3 separate regions of the Mus musculus genome follow, and all the other regions are linked to region 2. Evidence: chromatin contacts called from public HiChIP or PLAC-seq data. All regions are on one chromosome and are shown on one strand. The core of a region is the stretch at or near the end of the contact, and the rest is flanking DNA. Distances in the headings are between cores, read along the strand shown.

Region 1 (3,932 bases), core at 1,109-3,608, 330 kb after region 2:
CAGGGACCATCTGCTGCTGTGAAGGGGAGAGTGGGTTGAGGCCATCTCCCCCTGCCCAACCCCCACCCAGGAGGGGACTAGAGGGAGAAAGGCTCCTTCAAGCTCAAAACACACAAAACAGCCTACCCCGCCCACCCCCTCTGCCACACAAAGGCCATACATGAGTCCATCCCAGCGCACTAAGCCGAGGCCACCTGTCACCCCATCACCTTTAACCAGCCGGGTACCCAGGACCACAGTTAACCAGCTAGGGCTGTTTCCAGACACACTTGTGCTGTACAAATGTGGGAACTGAGGGCCTGTAGCCAAGGTCACGAGAAGAAAGGAGCCTAGGAATAAGGAATGGACGTCCCTGTCTCCCACCTCCATTCCGCACCTGACCATCCTTCCAGAACCTTCTCCCTGGCTCTGGCTGGGGAATCCAACACCTCTCCTGCCTCACTGAGGATGGGGAGGCAGAACCTTCCACGCAGGTGGTCAGCAAGCTTAAGCCTCCTGGTGTAGCCTCTTAGAGAAGCTGGCACCTTGGACCTGGGTGCCTGATTGGCCGCTGGGAGAACCTAGGACACACATTTAGGCACCAGCCTCGCAGCCGGTGGCCCTGGACCGGCCGTACCCCAGTAACCCTGGCAGCTCTGATCTTGAGACCTGGTAGAGAAGGGGCCCAGCTGAGAAGCGGAGAGGGTGTACCTCTGTGCTATGCCCCATAGGCCTCCTGGGTGACTCTGGCCAGCCCTTCCTTTCAGGGCAAGGGCACCATCGCCGTGAGCAAGACGACAGGAAAGCGCCAGGGACCATGTGAGGCTTTACTCCCTGGTACACACAGACGCAGCTTCATAAACAGGAAGGTCTGTGCGGAGGGCCAGCCCTGCTGGCTTCCGTGGAGGAACCACGGTCTCCTCCAGACAAGAAGGGGGGAGGCTGGGGGGGAGGGGTTGGGGGCTACAGGGAGCTCTACCAGGGAAGAACTCATGCCTGTACCGGACATTATGCCAGGAAACGGGGAGGGGGAGGGCATCCTTTTCAGGTACCCCCACCTCTCCCTCACTAAACTACCTCCTCTCCTTGGCCTCCCCACCAAAGGCTCAGTCACTTCCGCTCACAGAGCCAGCAGCCACCATGGGGACATAGTGTGTGTGTGCACAAGTGCATGAGTTCTGCTACCTCCCCTGACGTGGTCCCCAATGCCCCCCATACCCACACCCATCCCTGGCTTTGCTTGATGGGGTCTTGAGTATGGGGAGAGAGACTCTGCTTTCAGGAAACACACTCATTACTCTCATGCCTTCTTATTACTGTATTTAGCATGCCTAGCCCTGTGTATGAGCACAGGTATACACACACACACACACACACACATTCCATATGCCTTGGCAGATCTCCCCTCACCTTGACCTCCAGCCCACACGACCTCACCCACTGCCTCCCATCCCAACCACAGCACAGGAAACGGAGAAGCTAGACAGGGCCCTCACACCCTGGGCAGCACAGCAGGGCAGGAACTGAGAGGAAGCCTCCCTCAAGCAGGCCCCACCTCCATGTCTCTCCAGCATCCACATCACACCCCTGCCTCACACAGCCCCATCCATGCCCAGAGCTGAGGTGCGCAGCTACTCGGTCCTGGTGGGTTTTCACCTTAACACCCACCAGAATCTTCAGGCAAGTTAGGGTCAAGAATCTAGGAGATGAGGGGGACCCAAGAGGAGCCTAGGACAGAGGTGCCACATGGAACCCAACAGAGATAGACCTGTGAGTCTAAGGAGGCCCTGGAGTGTGGCAGTGGGGATGGGGGTGGGCACGGAAGAAGTGGAGAGACCCCAGAAGGAACCACTCCCTGGTGGTCAGCTTTTCCCCAGACCACCAGGAAGACCCCTGGGAGCCCCCCAGCCAGGAGTGCTCTCTCAGACTTCAAGGCAGCCCCCGCCTGTCACCTGTTGCCTGATCCTGGAGACCCACGTGTCTAGTAGCAGGTCCAGGCGGGAGCGATGGAAGGCCCAGGTAGTCTTGACTGCGATGAAGATGTCGCCTAGCTGCAGCTCCAGGGGTCCTGGGTTCCGTTGGTTCAGCCTGAGCGCGCCCTGTATCATCCTCTGGGACAAACTTGAGTGGTATCGTAGAGACAGGAGCCCCACGCACAGGAGGGTAAAGAGGGCTCCCGCCATGCCCCGAAAAAGTCGGCAGTGCATTGGTAGCAGGCCCCCAGACAGTTCAGCCCCCGACTCCCCAATCAGTCTGGGGTGGGAGGCTGGTCAGGAGGGGGCCCTGGTACAGGCAAAAGTCTGGCAGGCATCGGGGGCACACACCAACGGGAAAGGAGGAAGCTGGGTCTCTGGACCCAGAGACTGAGCCACCACCGTCCTGCCAGCCGGCAGAGGCCACCAGCCCGCCACCTGCTCCTCAGCCCTCCCTCCGGGCCACTTAGCTCCTGGCCCCGCCCCTGCCTCAGCCCGAGGGGCGGGGCTAGGCCTGGGAAGCCCCAGAGGCAGCTGCTGGGAGCCACCCACTGGAAGAGGCACAGGGCCCTGCCAGCTGCTGCAGCCACACCAAACCCTCCACGAGGTGGGAAGAAGCCACTCCAGCCTTCCTATGCCTCACAGTCCTTTCTCTGGCTCCTAGAATAGCCAGGATCCTGTCCAGCCAGCCTCAGGTCCTGGCTCATTCTCCCTCCTGCTGGCCCTTCCCATCATCCACCATGCATCAGGCCTACATCTATCACAGGGCCATGCCCACCATAGCATGCTGCCTAGATTCTTGCTTTCTTTGAATCTTTACACAGACATTATTTCTGCCATGAGGCTTTTCCTGCCCATTTTAAACAGCCCTCCTTCCCAGCCCCCAAGCCTAGACCCTTCTAACTTCTTGCTGTATGGTGTATTTTACATATTTATTGTCTTACTTATGATACTACTGAGGCAGGGGGTATTCTCTTTTGTTGACTATCCAGAACCCAGTACGGTACCTGGTACATACTGGGCACTTGATCAATACTTGTTAATTATGTTAATTAAGCACAGGAAAGTGCTTGGTGGCTGTGAATGGATCTAAGCCTGCTAAAGGCTCCTGGAGCACTAGGACAATGAGGTGTCAGCCTCAGCCTGTCCCCTTCACAGCTCACCTCCTCAGAACAGTGCCACCAAGGAAAAGCCTAGGCTTGGGGCTGGGTTCAGATCCCAGCTAGGGCCACAACCTGGCTGTATGGCTGTCGACAAGATACCTCTATCATTTACGAAATGATGGTGAGGGACTCCAAGATGGCTCAGCAGGTGAAGGTGCTTGCCACCAAGCCTGTGGATGGACCTGAGTTCAATTCCCAGGGACATGCCCCCTCCAGCAAGTTGTTCCCTGGCCTTGTGTGTGTTGCCACAGCAAGTTGTGTGCATGCACATCTGACAGGTGTGCATCACCATAGCAAATTCCTTAAAGGGATCTCGGGGCAGGTGAGAGGTGAGAGGGCTCAGCAGAAAAGGCAGCTTGCTGACACGCTGACTGCCTGAGTTTGATTCCCAGGACCCACATGACAAAAAGGGAGAACGGCTCCTGAACCTTATATACACAGTGCACTCTTGCTATTGCATGCGCGCGCGCACACACACACACACACACACACACACACACACAGTGAACATTTTTGTAAGTGAAATTCTAACCTCAAAGCCCAAGGACACCTCTTCCAGTCTGTCTCTCTAGACTGCTCCCCCGGAGGTAACCATGCTCACTCTGGGGGCTGTCTCTTGGGGACAGCCACACACCCACAATTTGCCAGGCTCCTTAAGCCACTCCTGGCCTCCTGGCTTCAAGTGACCTGAGCAGAGGACACTCTGTTGATGAGGAAGGCCGGGCTGAGGGCCCCCCACCTGGCACTGGGGCAGGTAAGGTGACTCCAGCACAGATGGCGGGCGTCTCTGGGAGGAGCCAAGGAAATATGACCCTCC
Region 2 (4,247 bases), core at 178-2,677:
CCCAGAGACATCTTCTAGAAAGGAGTTTGTTTCTGTCACTCTCCTGCTCAAAAACCTGCAGTGGCGCCCCATTGACTGTGGGATAAAATTCCATCCAGATTCTTGCCCCAGTCACCCATAGGCTCTGAGAATCTGGCTAGTCAAGGGCCTCCTCTGAGGAGTCTCACTCTTCCTCTTTGTTCCACAAGGAAAACAATCATTTCTGCCAGCCTTCCATCTACAAAAAGGTTCCGTGTGTCTGCAGAGGCAGAGGACCTCAGCTGGCCAACTGTCTGTAGACTCACCCCACACAAAACACAGTTGGCCCGCTGAGCAACCTGGCAGGCTCACTCAGCCCGTGGACAGAGATGATTGAGAAACTGCAAAGTGGAGCAAGAATCCTGCCCGCTTCAGTTCAGGGCAGGAGAAGCTCTGGAAACGTAGTTTCCCAAGCCCCTGACCCTCACCTTCACGTTCCTGGCTAGGCTCTGGCATCTGTAATCTACTTGCATGAGTAGCTCTCAAAGTGCAGTCCAGAGACTAAAAGTCGCCTCTGTAGTGACCCTCTAATCCTGTTTGACCCTCCTTCCCTCCTTCTAACAACACAACAGAATTTCCAAGATAGGTGACTGGAACCCTGTAACTGAGGGCAGATGAGTGTGTGAGGGTGCCAGCCCTGCTCTATTAAGCCAGTTATTAAAGAATCTGCAAATAATTTGAAGGGTCGATATTTGTGTTACTAGATGTTGGCGTGCCCCATATTTTCAAGGCAAATTAAGAGGTCCTGAAAAGGAATTGTTTTTCAAGCACCCAGAGTTCCAACAGCCCAGCTGCTCGTCAAAGAAAAGATCGCCACCAGGGGGCGCGCGGGGCAAGCCTGGGTCTTGTCGTCACCCTTTCCCCGCCTCCCGCCCTTTTTCAAGCCAAGGAAATGTGGGTTCCTGGTGGATAAAAAAGATGGATTCCTGGATTGTTATCCTCAGAGGACAGGCCCAGAAAGTGGGCAGGGCATCTGGAAAATGTGATTTAAAAAAAAAAGAAGAAGTTATTTACTTTAAAGAATGCATTTTAAAGAAATCGCAGTACTTTCCCTTTATGCATGGGAGGCATTCCTAGACTCCCGTGGACACCAGAAATCCCACGCAGTGGCGAACACTACCTGTGCTATGCTCTGCCTGTACACATCTCTCTTTGTAAATCGGGCTCTAAAGAGAGCGGTAGCTAATGAAACAGATTCACTTCTGGAATTTTCCACTTAAGTATTTTCCGATCACAGATTACCGTGAGAAACTGAGAGGGAACTGATGAAATATACATTTCTGAACTAATCAGATTTAACTCCTGACACAGGCACTTAACCCGCAAGAGCAAGGGTTAGTCTGACAAGGAAAGTTAAAAGCCCGGAGACGGGAGGGAGAGCCAGAGCCTAGCCGCCCTTGACAAATGAGATCACCACTAGGGGGAGCCCTGGAGCAAGCCAGTCCCTTTCAAGCTAAGAGGAACCCGATTGTTCCTTGAGGACGTTGTTATAAATATATAAATTTGTGTTATGGTTATGATAATCTTATACCTATCATGCATTGCTATCCCAGGGAAGGGTCCCAAGAAGCAGGCAGGGAAGCTGGGAGCATCCCAGAACAAATGTAAGATTCAGGCATTCGGAGCCCTGTTCCCAGGTGCGGCCCTCTGAGTTTCTGGCCCCTCTGGTCCTCCCGTCCACCTAGCCCTCTCACCTCAGCAGCTAAGTGCTGGAGTCAGAAGGAACCGGGGCACCATATGGATTGCCTTGCTACCCCACCCCACCCCACCCTGTGAGTTTAGCAGGGGGATCTTTCTCCTAGGCCTGTCAATCCGGCATATCAGCATCTTCCCACAGAGGAGCTGGAGAGATGCTGGGTGGATAGGCAGAAGCATGGATAAGAGAAAGGAGTGGGAGGGGTCAGGCCTCACTGTGAACATGGCTCTTTCTATGGACAAGCTGAAGGACAGAGGGCAGAAAGACAGCACTGAGGGAGGGACAGTGGCCTGCTCTGTGGTGGACAGGACATTTTGCAGAGCCGGGCTCCATATAACTTTGCCACCAGACGAGTTAGTTCTGTGACCTCGGCAAACTTCAGGCCTCCGTAAGTGTGGTGGCCGAACTATAGTCAGGAGAAAGCCATCCCCTGACCCCACCTCCTTGCAGATATTTCAGAGAACCTGGAAGAATGGTTTGGGGGACCTGATACAGAGTGGCTGCAAGTGGCACTAGTCACAGGGCCTTGGGGAAGCAGAAAGACCACTTAGAGTCAGGCTTACAGGGGCCTCTGGAGCCTGTCGTTCTGCCTTATCTCATGGCTGGAAGTTAGCAGAAAGGGTCAGGCAGGTCACAGGAGAGTGACATCACATGAGAGGAAATGAGGGCAGGTTCCTGGAAGGGGGGAAGCCAGTGCTGCGGTATCGCCCAGTGAGGAGGTTCTGTGAAACCCAGCATCCAGCAGCTAGATCTTACAAGGACAAGACCCGCGTCCCCACCCCCACCACCTGCAGGCCACTGAAGGGCAAGCGGACCCTGTGGGGACAGCAGAACAACAGAACAGCAGGATGGCAGGCAGAACCAGGAGAAAACAAAATGGACAGACAAGATAGGGACCAAGGGTGCCCAGCTAGTAGAAGAGTCCCTTGTCTCTAGACTGGCACTGGGGACAGGGGTTCAGCCATCTTTTCCCTGTACTCCTCAATTGCTGGACCAAAGGACCTGGTCTCCCTCTCCCTTCCTCCATCTCTCAGGCCCCTGCTACCCACACAGCAGATTTTCCAGGACACATTCTTCAGAGAATTTCCCAGCAATGACGTTATCTTTATCAGCCCACAATAACCAGAGACCAGGCCCCAGGCCTCTGTTGTATATTTCCCATCATGCCTTGCCCTCCCCAGGGCATTCACTGTATGGAGCAAGGAGTTAACTCTCCACTGGGGACCCTGTATCCCAGGGGAAGGGCTGAGATGAGGTGCAACTTTCCCAGCTGCTTTCAGAGGAACTGGTGAGAGCCACAGAGATGCCCTGATCTCCCATCGGCTGGGAATGGCTCTACTGAGAGATGAGAGCCTTCCTGAGGAGACACCATACAATTAAGTGTACAACTGAGTGCTCTTTTCCTCTCTCTCTCTCTCTCTCTCTCTCTCTCTCTCTCACACACACACACACACACACACACACACACACACACACACACACACACACACACACACACGGCTGGGCAATCATGCCCTGGGGGCCGGCCAGCTGCCTGAGCTCAGTGATGACGTCACAAGCCACAGGGACTTTTAGCAAATGACTCAGCCTCTGGGCCTCAGGCTTCCCACAAGCTGTGAGGCTCGTTCAACTGTGAGTCCCTGGAATTCATACTTGAAACCAAAATTCACACTTGGATTCTCCAATGTCTTAGGCTAGTGGCGTTTGGAGGAAGGGCATTCAGGGAAGTGATTGGGTCAGGAAGGGGCTGTACCTGGTGAATGCATTCATCTAGCAGATAAAGGAAGCACTGGTGGGTGGCCTCAAGCCCCCACCCCTACCCTGCACCATCAGGCAAGCCCCTTCGGCCCTGCCTCATCTCCTGACACCCTCTGTCCCACTATGACTCAGCAGAAAGCCAGAGTCTTATGCTGCTTTCTTAGACTTCCAGCCTTCGCCACCAGGAGCTGCACAAACCTCTATTCTTTATAAACTTCCCTGCCTTGGCAATTTTGTTACAGCCGCAGAAAGCAGGTTAAGGACAGGATCTGAGTCCGCCTCCCTTGCTCGACTGTGGGGAGCACATAATCGCTTTCCACACCTGTGTGGCACCGAGTAAGAGCCATTTAGCGATTGTGGTTGGTACCGTCTCCACCCACCATCTTATTTAGTCTCCAGTGGAAGGCGTCTCGTTCCAGGCCCTTTGCTTTGTTTGTTTCTGTGTAATAGAACACACTCTTGTTTGGGACAGCAGGTCTGTGGAGGGGAAGCAATGACTTCTGGGAGTCAGTCCCCTCCTTCCACCATGTTGGTTCCAGGGACTGAACTCAGGTCCTCAAACTTGCCGGCAAGCCTCTTAACCCACTCAGCCATCTTGCATGTCCATGGCTTCCTTCCTTTCTTTCTTTCTTTCTTTCTTTCTTTCTTTCTTTCTTTCTTTCTTTCTTTCTTTCTTTCTTTCTTTCTTTCTTATTGGGGGCTACCAGGTGGAGCCCAGAAATCATGCTATGTTAGGTGAGCACTTCGTCCTCAGAGTCCATCCCAGTCTCAGCAC
Region 3 (3,960 bases), core at 1,307-3,806, 370 kb before region 2:
AGCAAGAAAGGCACATACCACTTGTGGGTTCAGGAGGGAGGAATGGGGTCCCAGCTCTGGGAGGCTCTGGGAGAAGGGCCGTGAGTGCTGTACCAGAAGCCAGCGGAGAGGTTGTAGGGTCTGGAGTTGCTTCTATTGGGATATGTCTCATGGTTCCAGAGTTATCCCAAGATTTCATTTAGGACTCACACTCCATGACTGTAACTTTTTAACTTAAATAGAAAATGTAATTTTTATTAAAAAACAGAGAATAGTAAGTTTGACTGGTGAGTGATGGACAGACGCATGACGGGAAGGGACAATCCTGAGGCTTGTATTTCCTCCATCATGAGCAGCAGCTGGAAGCGTCTGGTTCTGGAATAGCAAGTGGGTTCCTAGAACTCTGGCCCCTTGGGAACCCAGAATGTGGTAAAACTGAAGCCTTAGGTTCTCTGCACTCTCTCACTACTCCAAGTGTCTGAGAGGACCATGGAACATACATTACACAAGCACTTTCAGTCTGCTAAGGACAGGCCTAGAGACTTGTGATATGCAAGCATGTAGCTGTGAATTGCTACATTAAAGTATCATGGGGGACATTCCATGGCTCAGCTCAACACACTCTGCTGACTCATCAGAGGCAGAGCTCCCTCCTGAATGCCTCACCCCTGCATGGGAAGCAGAGCTCCCTCCTGGATGCCTCACCCCTGCATGGGAAGCAGAGCTCCCTCCTCTCTGCATCACCCCTACATGGGAAGCAATGCTCCCTCCTCTCTGCCTCACCCCTGCATGGGAAGCAGAGGTCCTTCCTGGATGCCTCACCCCTGCACGGGAAGTCCCTGGGCAGACCACACCTGCACCACTGGCACAAGGTTTTACGTTAGTACTGTGGAGGGATTTGTGAGAATCTCTTAAGACATCACTCTGAAAACTGCTATGAACAAAACTTTGAACGTTTTCAGGGGTGAACAAAAAATTGGCCTGTAAACTTGAGCATGTGGTGAAAAGGTAAAACTTTATGTGAGGAAGATGGGACCTGAAATCCGTAGGTCAGGGCAGATTGTAACAGTGTGAACTGGAAGGGACAGGGAATGCCACACACAGCGGGGTGGACTACGGGCCTCAGAGATGGAGAGATGCATCTGTAAAATAATCACTAAGTGGCTGCTTTTGCTCCCAGTTTCCAGGAGACGAAAATCAAGGTCAGAAGCTGTGCAGACAGTGTACAGAGCAGCTCTGGCGTCTGGGCTTTGTGCTAGGATGCAGATGCCAGTTTGCCTGGCACATGGGTCTTTTTTTTCCTTCCTTCCTCCCTTCCTCCCTTCCTCCCTTCCTCCCTCCCTCCCTCCCTCCCTCCCTCCCTCCCTCCCTCCCTCCCTCCCTCCCTCCCTCCCTCCCTTCCTTCCTTCCTTCCTTTCTTCCTCCTTCCTTCCTCCTTCCTTATGTTCCTTTCCAGGACCTTGCTCAAGCACCATGTGCCCATAGCGATCAAAGCAAGACCCTTTCTGTTCTCCTGGAGTTTGCAGTGGTGTGTGTGTGTGTGTGTGTGTGTGTGTGTGTGTGTGTGTGTGTATGTACCACAGCATGTTCTCATTGGAATGCCACGTGGGGGAGGGGGCAGGGAGCAGCAGGGATAGGAGAGAAGGGCCCTGCAGGTTGATGCAGGCAGCCTGAGTTCTAACTTGGTGGAGTTAGAGAGTGTGGCTCTGGCAGTCTCCCATTCACACCAGCAGATACCTGACTCCCTGGAAGAGGAAGCACATTCATCCCGCTCTGAACAATGGCATGAAGCTCGGGCCCTGGAAATCTCAAGTACGGTCTAGGCATACTACTGTGTCCCAGTGGGCACAGGTATGGGCCTGTCCACAGACCTCCAGGGCAACATTAAGGCCACCACGCAAGAGCTCCCTACCACTGCAGATTCAATAAAGCATCCAGGGTGGACTGGGTGGGTGTGGTCCCTAGACCACCCCCATGTCACAGAGGGGCTGGTGTGCTGAGAAGGGCTTTGCTTTGGGTGTAAGGAAGATCTGGGCTCAAATGCCAGCTGATTCCAACTGCCAGATCTCAGGAGCAGATGGGATACCCTGTTTGTCCATGTACCTCCCCAGCTGTCCCCCAGAGGAGGCCCCTAGCTCAGCTCGCCTTGCCATAGACTGCCTGAGTGAGCAGCCCCCAGAGGAGCCTGACTCACTCACTTCGGCTCCCTGCCAGTGGAACTGCAGGACGACAGTGGCCCAGTGGCCTGGTACCTCCCCTCTTGGTCTGAATGCCCAGCCTCCTCTGGGAACAGGCAGGGACACTCCCATCATGCCCCTGCTCTTGATCTCCCCGCTGCACAGGCTTCAGCCTCCCAGGTTAACCTCACCTCTATCTGGACCCAGACGCAGTTAGCTTTCCTGCACAGAGTTGCGTGTTTCTGTGTCATTGTCCCTCACCAGGCTGTGAGCTCCTGCGGGTCAGGGATCTCCTGAGTCATCTCCTATTCCCAGTGCTCGTGGCAGGGATTGGCACGACGCAGTGGCTACTTGGCAAATACTTGGTGAAGTCCCTTCCAAATCAAACAGGAAGTTCCCACCGCACCCTGGCCTGCAGGCCATCTCTGGTGGTGCCCTGTGACCAGGCTTCTATGGGTAGCACATCTGAGAGAGGTGCGGCACGCAGTGACATCTGTCACACTTCCGAGCCATGCTTCCCACTGCTGGGTTCCTTCCAGCCCATTCTCACTTTCTGTCTTGGAAAATCACAAGGAAACTCCATGCTGCTCTCAGAACTCTTGCCAGTGTGATTTGGGTGGAATTGAGTACATGGAGCTGAGTCCCTACACGAGCAGAGATGTTGCTACTTTCAGCTCAGTGGCCTCCTTTCTCTGCCAGCCTGGGTCCCTCTCTGGCTAGGTGAGAGAGGACAGTGTGTGTGTGTGTGTGTGTGTGTGTGTGTGTGTGTGTGTGTGTATGTGTGTGTGTGTATGTGTGTGTGTGTATATGTGTGTGTGTGTGTATGTGTGTGTGTATGTATGTGTGTGTGTGTGTATGTGTGTGTGTGTGTGTGTATGTGTGTGTGTGTGTGTGTGTGTGTGTGTGTGTGTGAATGTGCATGTGAATGTGCGTGTGAGAGGGCAGGTAGCTACAGCATCCAGAAGAGGGCCAGTTGGGCCTTCTGGAGCTGGAGATATAGGTGGTTATGAACCACTCCATATGGATGCTGAGAATCGGTTTTGGGTCCTCTGAGGGAACAGTATAAGCTCTTAATTGCTGTTAAGTCCGACTTCTTAGGAAGTTGAGTAAAGTGACTCGCTTTCTCTGGCTTCAGTTTCCCCATCTGGGAAACACAAAAGCAATGTTGAACCCAGGATCATCAGGGGGATCGAATGGGATGGACTCTGGGTGCCTGGCGCAGAGCATGGTGCTTGCTGAGCCTCTGATAAAGAAACATGGTGACTGCTGCCTTTGATGCTTGTGGGTGTGTGTGCTCATGCTTGGATGTGTGCTCCAGGCATATGAGCTATACGTTCCTATACTGCTGTCCTCGTTACTGTGAAGTGACCTCCCTAATGCTTGAAAGAGGGCAGAAGTCAGGTCTTCTCTGGTCCTCCATCAGGGCCAGGAAATGGCACGGGCCAGGGATAGACGTCCATGTGGTTCTGGAGGCTTTATTGATGTAGCTCTCCTATCTCTTCTTCAGGCTAACACCGGGTTCTCAGGGCAGATTTGAGGTGGAGGCCTATTACCCATTCTTCTGCCAAAGAGGGGGAGGGGTGGAACCAGCTGCCCAGCTCTGCCCCATCTGATCAGAGTGCTTGGGAACACATCAGCCATCCTTGGGTATGCTATCTTGCCTGTGACTGGGGCTGATCACTGAGCCTTCTTCAAAGGTCTTAGGAGGAGGCACTGTGGGCTTCCAGGGCCTGAGGGTACTACTCCATCCCCGTGAACAAATGTTGTGGAGGGCATCCCTCTTCCTCTCTCGTGCCTGATCATA

Evidence for each region. HiChIP or PLAC-seq counts read pairs in DNA pulled down with a chosen protein or histone mark.
Region 1: a contact with region 2 is called in an H3K4me3 HiChIP or PLAC-seq map of bone marrow-derived macrophages, with 4 times the contacts expected there. The contact joins the promoter of Mfng here to the enhancer-like site in region 2. A contact is called at or near these places in 2 of 39 promoter capture datasets (frontonasal cranial neural crest and hippocampal neurons), 2 of 484 Hi-C or Micro-C datasets (B cells and the N1E-115 cell line), 5 of 115 datasets of contacts at active chromatin or transcription factors (bone marrow-derived macrophages, epiblast stem cells, large pre-B cells and 2 more) and 4 of 9 other capture datasets (adipose tissue, embryonic stem cells, liver and 1 more).
Region 3: an HNF4G HiChIP or PLAC-seq map of pancreatic cancer cells shows a contact between it and region 2. The contact joins two enhancer-like sites. A contact is called at or near these places in 1 of 15 datasets of contacts at CTCF or cohesin (the NIH/3T3 cell line) and 1 of 115 datasets of contacts at active chromatin or transcription factors (pancreatic cancer cells).

What each region holds. Positions count from the first base shown.
Region 1 is chr15:78,771,087-78,775,018 of GRCm38.p6, forward strand. Mfng (MFNG O-fucosylpeptide 3-beta-N-acetylglucosaminyltransferase) reads right to left here and starts at 2,359. Exons shown (of 8, transcript NM_008595.2): 1 at 1,932-2,359. The coding sequence starts at 2,186.
Region 2 is chr15:78,446,979-78,451,225 of GRCm38.p6, forward strand. The region is part of intron 10 of Tmprss6 (transmembrane serine protease 6); the gene reads right to left. Among named protein-coding and RNA genes, the nearest start is that of Tmprss6, 20 kb to the right of the region's middle. Within about 2 kb of position 1,428, at least 228 of the 459 cell types and tissues checked have an H3K27ac peak or open chromatin away from gene starts, as enhancers often do. A contact at or near this core is called in B cells, the N1E-115 cell line, adipose tissue and 7 more, where this site is marked.
Region 3 is chr15:78,076,800-78,080,759 of GRCm38.p6, forward strand. The region is part of intron 1 of Cacng2 (calcium channel, voltage-dependent, gamma subunit 2); the gene reads right to left. Among named protein-coding and RNA genes, the nearest start is that of A730060N03Rik, 40 kb to the right of the region's middle. Within about 2 kb of position 2,557, at least 32 of the 459 cell types and tissues checked have an H3K27ac peak or open chromatin away from gene starts, as enhancers often do. A contact at or near this core is called in pancreatic cancer cells, where this site is marked.